2 separate regions of the Macaca mulatta genome follow, and region 2 is linked to region 1. Evidence: chromatin contacts called from public Hi-C data. All regions are on one chromosome and are shown on one strand. Each heading gives the region's core, a stretch centred on a gene start, on an enhancer-like site or on the middle of the called end of the contact. The rest is flanking DNA. Distances are from core to core; before and after follow the strand shown. Region 1 overlaps GALK2 (galactokinase 2). Region 2 holds the start of FGF7 (fibroblast growth factor 7).

What was found. A called contact is a pair of places that touch in the nucleus more often than the background predicts.
Region 2: a Hi-C map of fibroblasts shows a contact between it and region 1, with 3 times the contacts expected there. The contact joins the promoter of FGF7 here to the enhancer-like site in region 1. A contact is called at or near these places in 6 of 14 Hi-C or Micro-C datasets (blood, cortical neurons, fetal cortex germinal zone and 3 more).

Annotation. Positions count from the first base shown.
Region 1 is chr7:26,580,478-26,584,108 of T2T-MMU8v2.0, reverse strand. The region is part of intron 5 of GALK2 (galactokinase 2); the gene reads right to left. Among named protein-coding and RNA genes, the nearest start is that of MIR4716, 85 kb to the right of the region's middle. Within about 2 kb of position 1,923, at least 2 of the 40 cell types and tissues checked have an H3K27ac peak or open chromatin away from gene starts, as enhancers often do.
Region 2 is chr7:26,764,355-26,767,985 of T2T-MMU8v2.0, reverse strand. It overlaps FGF7 (fibroblast growth factor 7), which reads right to left and starts at 1,657. Exons shown (of 4, transcript NM_001194613.2): 1 at 1,311-1,657; 2 at 166-718. The coding sequence starts at 451. All of the region lies in intron 11 of FAM227B (family with sequence similarity 227 member B), which reads left to right.

The sequences.
Region 1 (3,631 bases), core at 674-3,173:
GTTACAAACTTTTTGTTTTTCCTATATTTAATAATTGCCCCATTTCCTCATTTGCTTAGATTTGTTTATCTAGCTGAGCTTTGTTGTATCCTACAACAGCTCTGTGAAATTCTGAATCTGTTTTCCACATGATTGAACATATCAGATTTATCAGCTTTTTTGGCTTTTTTTTTTTTTACTGATAAGATTTATAAGTTCCATTTTTCTCTCTCCTCATTTTAATCTGCACTGCTTTCTAAGCTGCTGGATATTATGGGTGTTATGTTGGAATTTCCCTTATGTTCTATAAATACCCAACTCCTCTCTCCTGTATTGGATTTCTCATTTCCTAGTTCCCATGCGATCTTCTTTCTTGGTTTACTCCCTAGTTTTAGTGGATTACATCCTCTAGACTTTTACACTTTACATGTTGAAAATGTTTTACTATATCCTCACATTTGATTAATTCATTTAAACAGATATCCTAAACTAAAATGTATTAATATTTTAGAGATACTTATCAACTGCCTTTATCTTCCAATACTGTTTTTGAGAAATTCATTTACATTCCTGATCCTTTGATTATGATCTCTTTCCCTTCTTTTCTCTTGCTCTGTCAACTAGCTTTTAGTGTCTTTTCTATAAACACTCAAGTTTCAGAATTTCCAGATGATATTCTTTGGTTTGGCCTTTTACATTTATTACACCAAACACCCAGTGAGCCCTTCCAATCAGAATTCACATTTTCACTTTGGAAAAAATAATCTTCTGGACAGACACAGTGGCTCACATCTATAATCCCAGAGCTTTGAGAGGCCAATGAGGGAGGATCACTGGAGGTCAGGAGTTTGAGACCAGCTTGGGCAACACAGGCCCCATATCTATTTTTTATAATAATAATAATTTTCTAATAACTGCTTTTTCTGTTTTTCCTTGCTAGTTGGATATGGATTTCTGGAATTGATCCATAAATTTTCCTGCTTTTCTCTCTTATTGTCCAGCTCTTTTATTCCCTACTATATCAGAGAGTTCTTCCAGTCTGTTCTCTTTTTTTGAGAAAAGGTCTCACTGTGTTGCCCAGGCTGGTCTTGAACTCCTGGGCTCAAGTAATCCTCCTGCTTCAGCCTCCCAAAGTGCTAAGATTGCAGGCACGAGCCACCATGCCCAGCAATTGCAATCTTTTTGCTAAATTTTGTCTTGCTGTCACATTTTTAATATGCAAAAACTCTATCTTATTGTTTGCTCCTTTTTAAAAAAAGTAACACTCTTACTTTTTAAGGACTTAACATTTTCTTTTATCTCTCTGAGGACATCATGTCTTTGAAGCATTCTTCTGCTCTCAGCATTGTCTCTGTTTCCTCTGGGTTCCTGTTTTCTGTTTTTTTGTTTGTTTGGTTCATTTTGGAGGTTTTCTTCCAAAATCTTACTATCCGTTGATGCCCTATCATATTTAAGAGTGAGTCACTAAAAAGCTTATTAGAAGCTTTATAAATGGGCTTCTAACAGGGTCATAGAGGAGCTGGAGAAGGGGGTCACCAAATGTCCGTATCTGTATGAACCATCTCTGGGATGGTTCAATTTCCTTTGAGAAGGATCCTCCAACATTCCTGCTGGAGTGCAGGGTGGTGAGGTTGCCAGTGTGCCAGTAATGACCAGAAGAATGAAGCTAAGGATTTCACTGTTCAGATGCAGAAGTCCTCTAATCTCCCGGTTTTCAAGTCTTTCTCATCCTGCCTTTCTCAGTGCTCAGTGCCCCCAAGTACAAATGATCTCTGGTGGTTTCTCTAGAGACTCCTGCAACAGTAGGGGGAAATGGTCCCAAGTGAAGAGAGGCCTTTTAGGGTCTAAATAGTCCTCATAAAGGCTTTCAGATAAATCCTCACCCATCATATTACCCTGCTTTCTTCCTAAGGCTTGCCAGAGAGCTGTGGGATGAGTCAGCTGCCTTTCCATCTACAACTCCCTCCACAGGCACTTGGCTCTGACCTTTCTCCATTCTGCTAAGTCATGTACCATTCCTCTATCCACTTTCCATCTCTGTATTTTGTGGTTTATGGTTATTTATGTCTCCTTGGTTTACCGAAGATAAAGCTTGTGCTTCCTTTTCTTATTTTCCCTGTTGTTTGGAAATTATTTTTGAGAAAAGAAGATTAATAAGATTAATTTAGGGATACAGAAAAAGACTAGATAAGTCTTATCCTGACATCTTGAAATCAGAAGTCTCTGGATTTTCTTTTTTCATAGATCTTTTACCACATCATACTCTCTTGTACTAGCAACATTCTGATTCATAATTTCTGGCTTCCAGATTCTCTGGGTGATTAGTCATACTGTTCTCTGGTTTCAGATATGCAACATTTAGTGTATTAATGAATTAACAAGTTCTACATCTACTTATCATATCCCATCTGCAGTAATTGTTGTCTGCAACTGAATGGGGTTTACTGAGTATAAAATAATAGGAAAGGCTTTAGTCACCAATCTGTTGTGGGACTTAGTGTCCTTGTCAAATAGGCTGGTTATTTTCGGTTGTCCCTCTGTCCCTCTATTCTCACACTTCCCCTACCCCAAGAGGCTGACCTCTATAGAGAATTCCCCTCAACTATTCCCACTCATTGCCATTTTCATCTGTGTCATTCTTTCTCTGTCTTGCTGCATTTCTGGCAACATTACTCTATATCCGCAGCTCCTAAAATATAACGGCTTCCAGCTTCACAAGAGAACCCTTCCTAATTAGTTCCCTTGACCTTACCCACACCTCTGTAAAAGTCTCTTTATTAAACTCTCTTCAGTTATACCTAACATGTCATTTGTTTCCTATGGTAACACTAATACATCAGTAAAAGGAGCATTTTGAACTAGCTCATCTCTAAGGTCCCTTGAGTTCTTAGATTCTATGATTTTTACAAGAGTAAAATCACATGGCATTTAAATTAAAGACTCTGAACAAATTACAGACTTCCTTTCATTCAAGATTCTGTCTCACTCCAGAAAAAAATAATTCTCCAAATAATTATGCTCAGTCCTTAGAAAATATAAATATTGTTAGTATAACTTAGACTAGCTGAGAAAGCCAGAATATACATATTGTTCCCTTTTTGCTTAGGCACTGCAGTAAGATAGCTCTGATAAAAAATGTATTTGCTATTTCTGACTTTGAAAACAGACAATCAGAATTAATTCCAAGGGTTCAAGTGTTTCTCTTTATCTTCTTTCCTTCCTGTTTCTTAGATATGTATATTATCAAAACACCAGAAAAATAGAAAAACTAAGTTTCACCAATCCTCCCATTAAAAGTGAAATGAATTCCTTGACTTCACACCCTCCTCCAAATACCAAATTATTTTTTTCCATGCATCGCCAGACTTTTTGTATCCACTGAACTTCACCACTTTCTTACCCCTTATAGACCCTTCAACCCATTTCCATCTAAAACTGCTCTTGCCAAAGTTTTGTACAACTTCTTTGTTGTGATAGTCAACGGATACTTCTCAGAACTTGTGGTAACCTCTCAGAAGCATATGACAACACTACCACTCATTTCATGAAACATTATCTTCTTTGTCTTTGCTGTTGCCTCACCTTTCTGGTTTCTCTCATACTTACTGGACTACTCCTCAATCCCTTCAGTGGACATCTCTTACTCTGCCCA
Region 2 (3,631 bases), core at 408-2,907, 180 kb before region 1:
TTAGGGGCATAGTTCAACATAGTTCAATTTAGAGAAATTAGGTGACATTTTATTTAATTTTTTTCCCAAGAAGCAAAAGGAAGCTGAGAAAACCCATCACCTGAAAATTGATCCATTAACAGATTGCTAAGGTTCATAAGCAGTACTTAAAATAAAATTACTTACTGTAATTATTCTTCATCTCTTGGGTCCCTTTTACTTTGCCTCTTTTATCAATCCTCAGATACCACTGTGTTCGACAGAAGAGTCTTCTCACTCTTATATCCCCTCCTTCCATGTAATCATAACTTCTTGTGTGTCGCTCAGGGCTGGAACAGTTCACATTTGTAGCCATTTGCTCTGGAGTCATGTCATTGCAAGCTAAAGATATAGTACCCACTAGACAGATAATGTGAAAGCATGATCTGTAGAGCAAAGTTGGCAGGATCCATGTCAGTATCCATTTGTGCATTATAGTGTAGTGCTCCGGGTGTTCATGAATAACATAATGAAAATTGAATCTTGAGTTGATTGTTACTCCTAGGTCATTGACCTCTTCCTATCTGTGAAGTGTAGATTGATTTAAGAAAGAGTAGTTGCTCTTTCCAAATTGTTAGCCTAATCCTTTTAGTTCCTGATAACAACACAGGATTCCTCTTTAAATAACTCTGTTGATAAATCCTCATAAAAACAGTTCGTAGTAAGTTCAGTTGCTGTGACGCTGTTTGCTATTTGACTTCTGTTTGCAATGAGAGATTAAGAATAGGGAGGGGAAGAGAGAGGAAGATAAAAATTGTATGTATAAATTTTGGTGGGTAAGTAGTAGTATAATATACAGTATAGGTTATTCTCTGAAGATACATTTAAAATAGCCTTCATAGAGGATGTCAAAATCTTTACCACTTTATGTGTAGATTTATAGAATTTATGCCTGAGTAGAGACAAAACAGAATATGACTGTACCATTCATTCCAATTGCTGTTTTGTGAGAACCATACTGCACTCAGAACTATTGATTTAAATTAAGTTTTTACAATTGCCACTAACAAAGTATGAGTGCTTTCTCCCTAGGCTTCTTTATTATATGCTTTTACATTTGTGGTTAATCAATTATTTTCTCCTGAACTGCCCAGGTTTTTTAAGTTAAATGTCAGGATTGCTCTGGAGAACTTCAACCTTATCTTTATGTTCTACAGCATAATTACTATAGATAGTTACATGACTCAAAAATCTTGTAACTTTACTTTCCTGCTCAGTACTAAAATCAGAGAAAGATAAACTTTTAGAAAACATTCAGCATTGTTTTTAAAGACAAAATAACAGTCACTTACTTGTTTTGTTGATAACAGCTGGATGTATAAGAATTCCATGTCTGTTGTCTGCCTTGTGCAACTTGAGCCTTTCTACTGTAGCTACAAACTATTTCTCAGCTGAAAAATTCTCCAGCAGAATCATAATTGTTTCCATAAATCAACGGGCAGGAGGATTTTCTCTCTGTGTGTGAGCGCGTGTGTGCTTGTGTGTGTGTGTGTGAGCCTTTTATTCAGGGCTTTTCGATAAATACCTTTGCTGACCTCATTGGAAGCAATTAAAACTTAGCCAGTGAGCTGTTAGTTGAATACAACAGCGAGAATAAAAGGAGGCTTGTATAGTATTCAATGGTCATGAGAGGGAGCTATGAACATGTTTTATGCTTAAATCTACAAGTGGGTACCTACGTTGTAGAAACAGATCTCTGGTTCTGAAGCAGTTAGAAGGGGAAAGGGAATTTTTTAAATCTTCTTTGCAATATAGAAGTTGTATTATACTTGGAAAATTATTCATTTGAATATATATATAGGGTTTTTTAATACTTAGAAAATCTTTTCCATAGCTTTATGATACATGCATTTCTTCAATTACTTCTTTGTGCTCAGAATGTTAGAACAATGTATTAACTAACATATGAGTGCCTTAAAGCACTGTGTAGATAAGTTGAGTATTATCACATCATACAGAGACAATTAATTGAATATGAATATAAGTACAATTTTTATGTATTGTATTCCTAGGCTGAAAGTGAGAAGATCTAGATTCTTATTTGAGTTGGACCACTAATAACCGATATGACTTTGGGCAAGTTACCTGCTGTTCCAGAGTCTCAGCTGCTACATTTGTAAAATTGGTATATTGGTCTAATGACTCTCTGGTGCTTTACAATTCCATGATCTATGACTTATCTTCACTATTAATATAAGGAACAGGGCACCTACTTTTAAAAGCTGTTATTCTTAAAAATTAAAAAGGAGGAAATTGTTTCGCATTGATTATCAGTGTTTGAATTTTGCCTCAGTAAGAATATTGTAATAATAAATGTTAATTTAGAGATGGAATTATAAGATGTATTGCTAAGGTAAATAAGAGTAAGCTATTTTCCTTTCCAGCATGAGTTCTCTCCTTTACTTCCTGTTCTGGTATACATGAAGTAGTGCTCAAGTGTTGTATTAGATTCTTGGTGTAGAATAATTATGTTGTCTATCTAAATCAGTGTTAAGAAATATATTAAAATTATCTTTTTCATGTTATATACACCTCAAAACACACACACACACACATTCTTCTCTACTTGAAATGCACTACTTTACCACCAGGTGGTGCATGTAGACCAAATAGGAAAAGGAAATTAAATCTACTCAACTGGATTATAGTTTATGTGATTTCTCTTTGTATCTCTCCCTTTAGGGAACAGAATCAAAAGCACAGAATAGTTCAGATGTACCCAGTTACTCTTTATATGCCAAATGTCGAATGTTCCACATTTATTAAAGCAGAGGAGGACAGACTCTTTAATAATTGCATCTGTTGAAAGCTAGAAAGCTGAAAACATCCCATCATGTATTCTCTAAAAGGAGGAAGAGAAGGAGGAAAGAAAATATAATGTTACTGTGTTCTGAATCACACTCCACTAGTTTCGGAGGTAGCAATAATGAGCAGGCTCAGAATTCCTGGGACTTAGATATTGCTTCTAAAGAAATAAAAGTCATCATTAGTAAGTTTACAGTGTAAAGATACTCAAGAGCTACTAAATCCATTTGTTCCATACTGATCCCATGGATTTTAAACCAAGAAATCAGTAAGTTAGAAGTCAACATTTGCTAACTAAATGCTAAATACTTAAAAGAAATGGATAGTTTGTTAGCAAAGAGTGCTTAGTTCCTCCTAAATATCTGCTATATAGGATTGACTGTAAAATGGGAAACAAAAGGATAAAATTGTGATCTATGCACTTAAAGTGCATTAGATGCTGTTACACTCTGTAATTTGGAAATATGATCCCAGTAATATTAATGAACAGATTAATCTCAACAAGGGAACTATATCAGTGGTTTAAATTCTTTGATTATCATTTTTCTTATTGGAGAATTATTAATTCAGGATGGGCCCACAATTCATTAGGACCACAGCTATAATGGAGAACCGAACTTAGATTTCACTGTGTCCTTATTGTGCTTATGCTTCTAAAGGAATTCTCCAGGAACTAAGAATAACTTTGGGTAACTATAGATGGGGTAACCCTCTGGATATTTTAAGTTATACATTGGCAACCATTTGCTGCTCTTGTTTTAATAGACCTATAGTGATAGACTAAGCACAGAAATATTTTGAACCATTG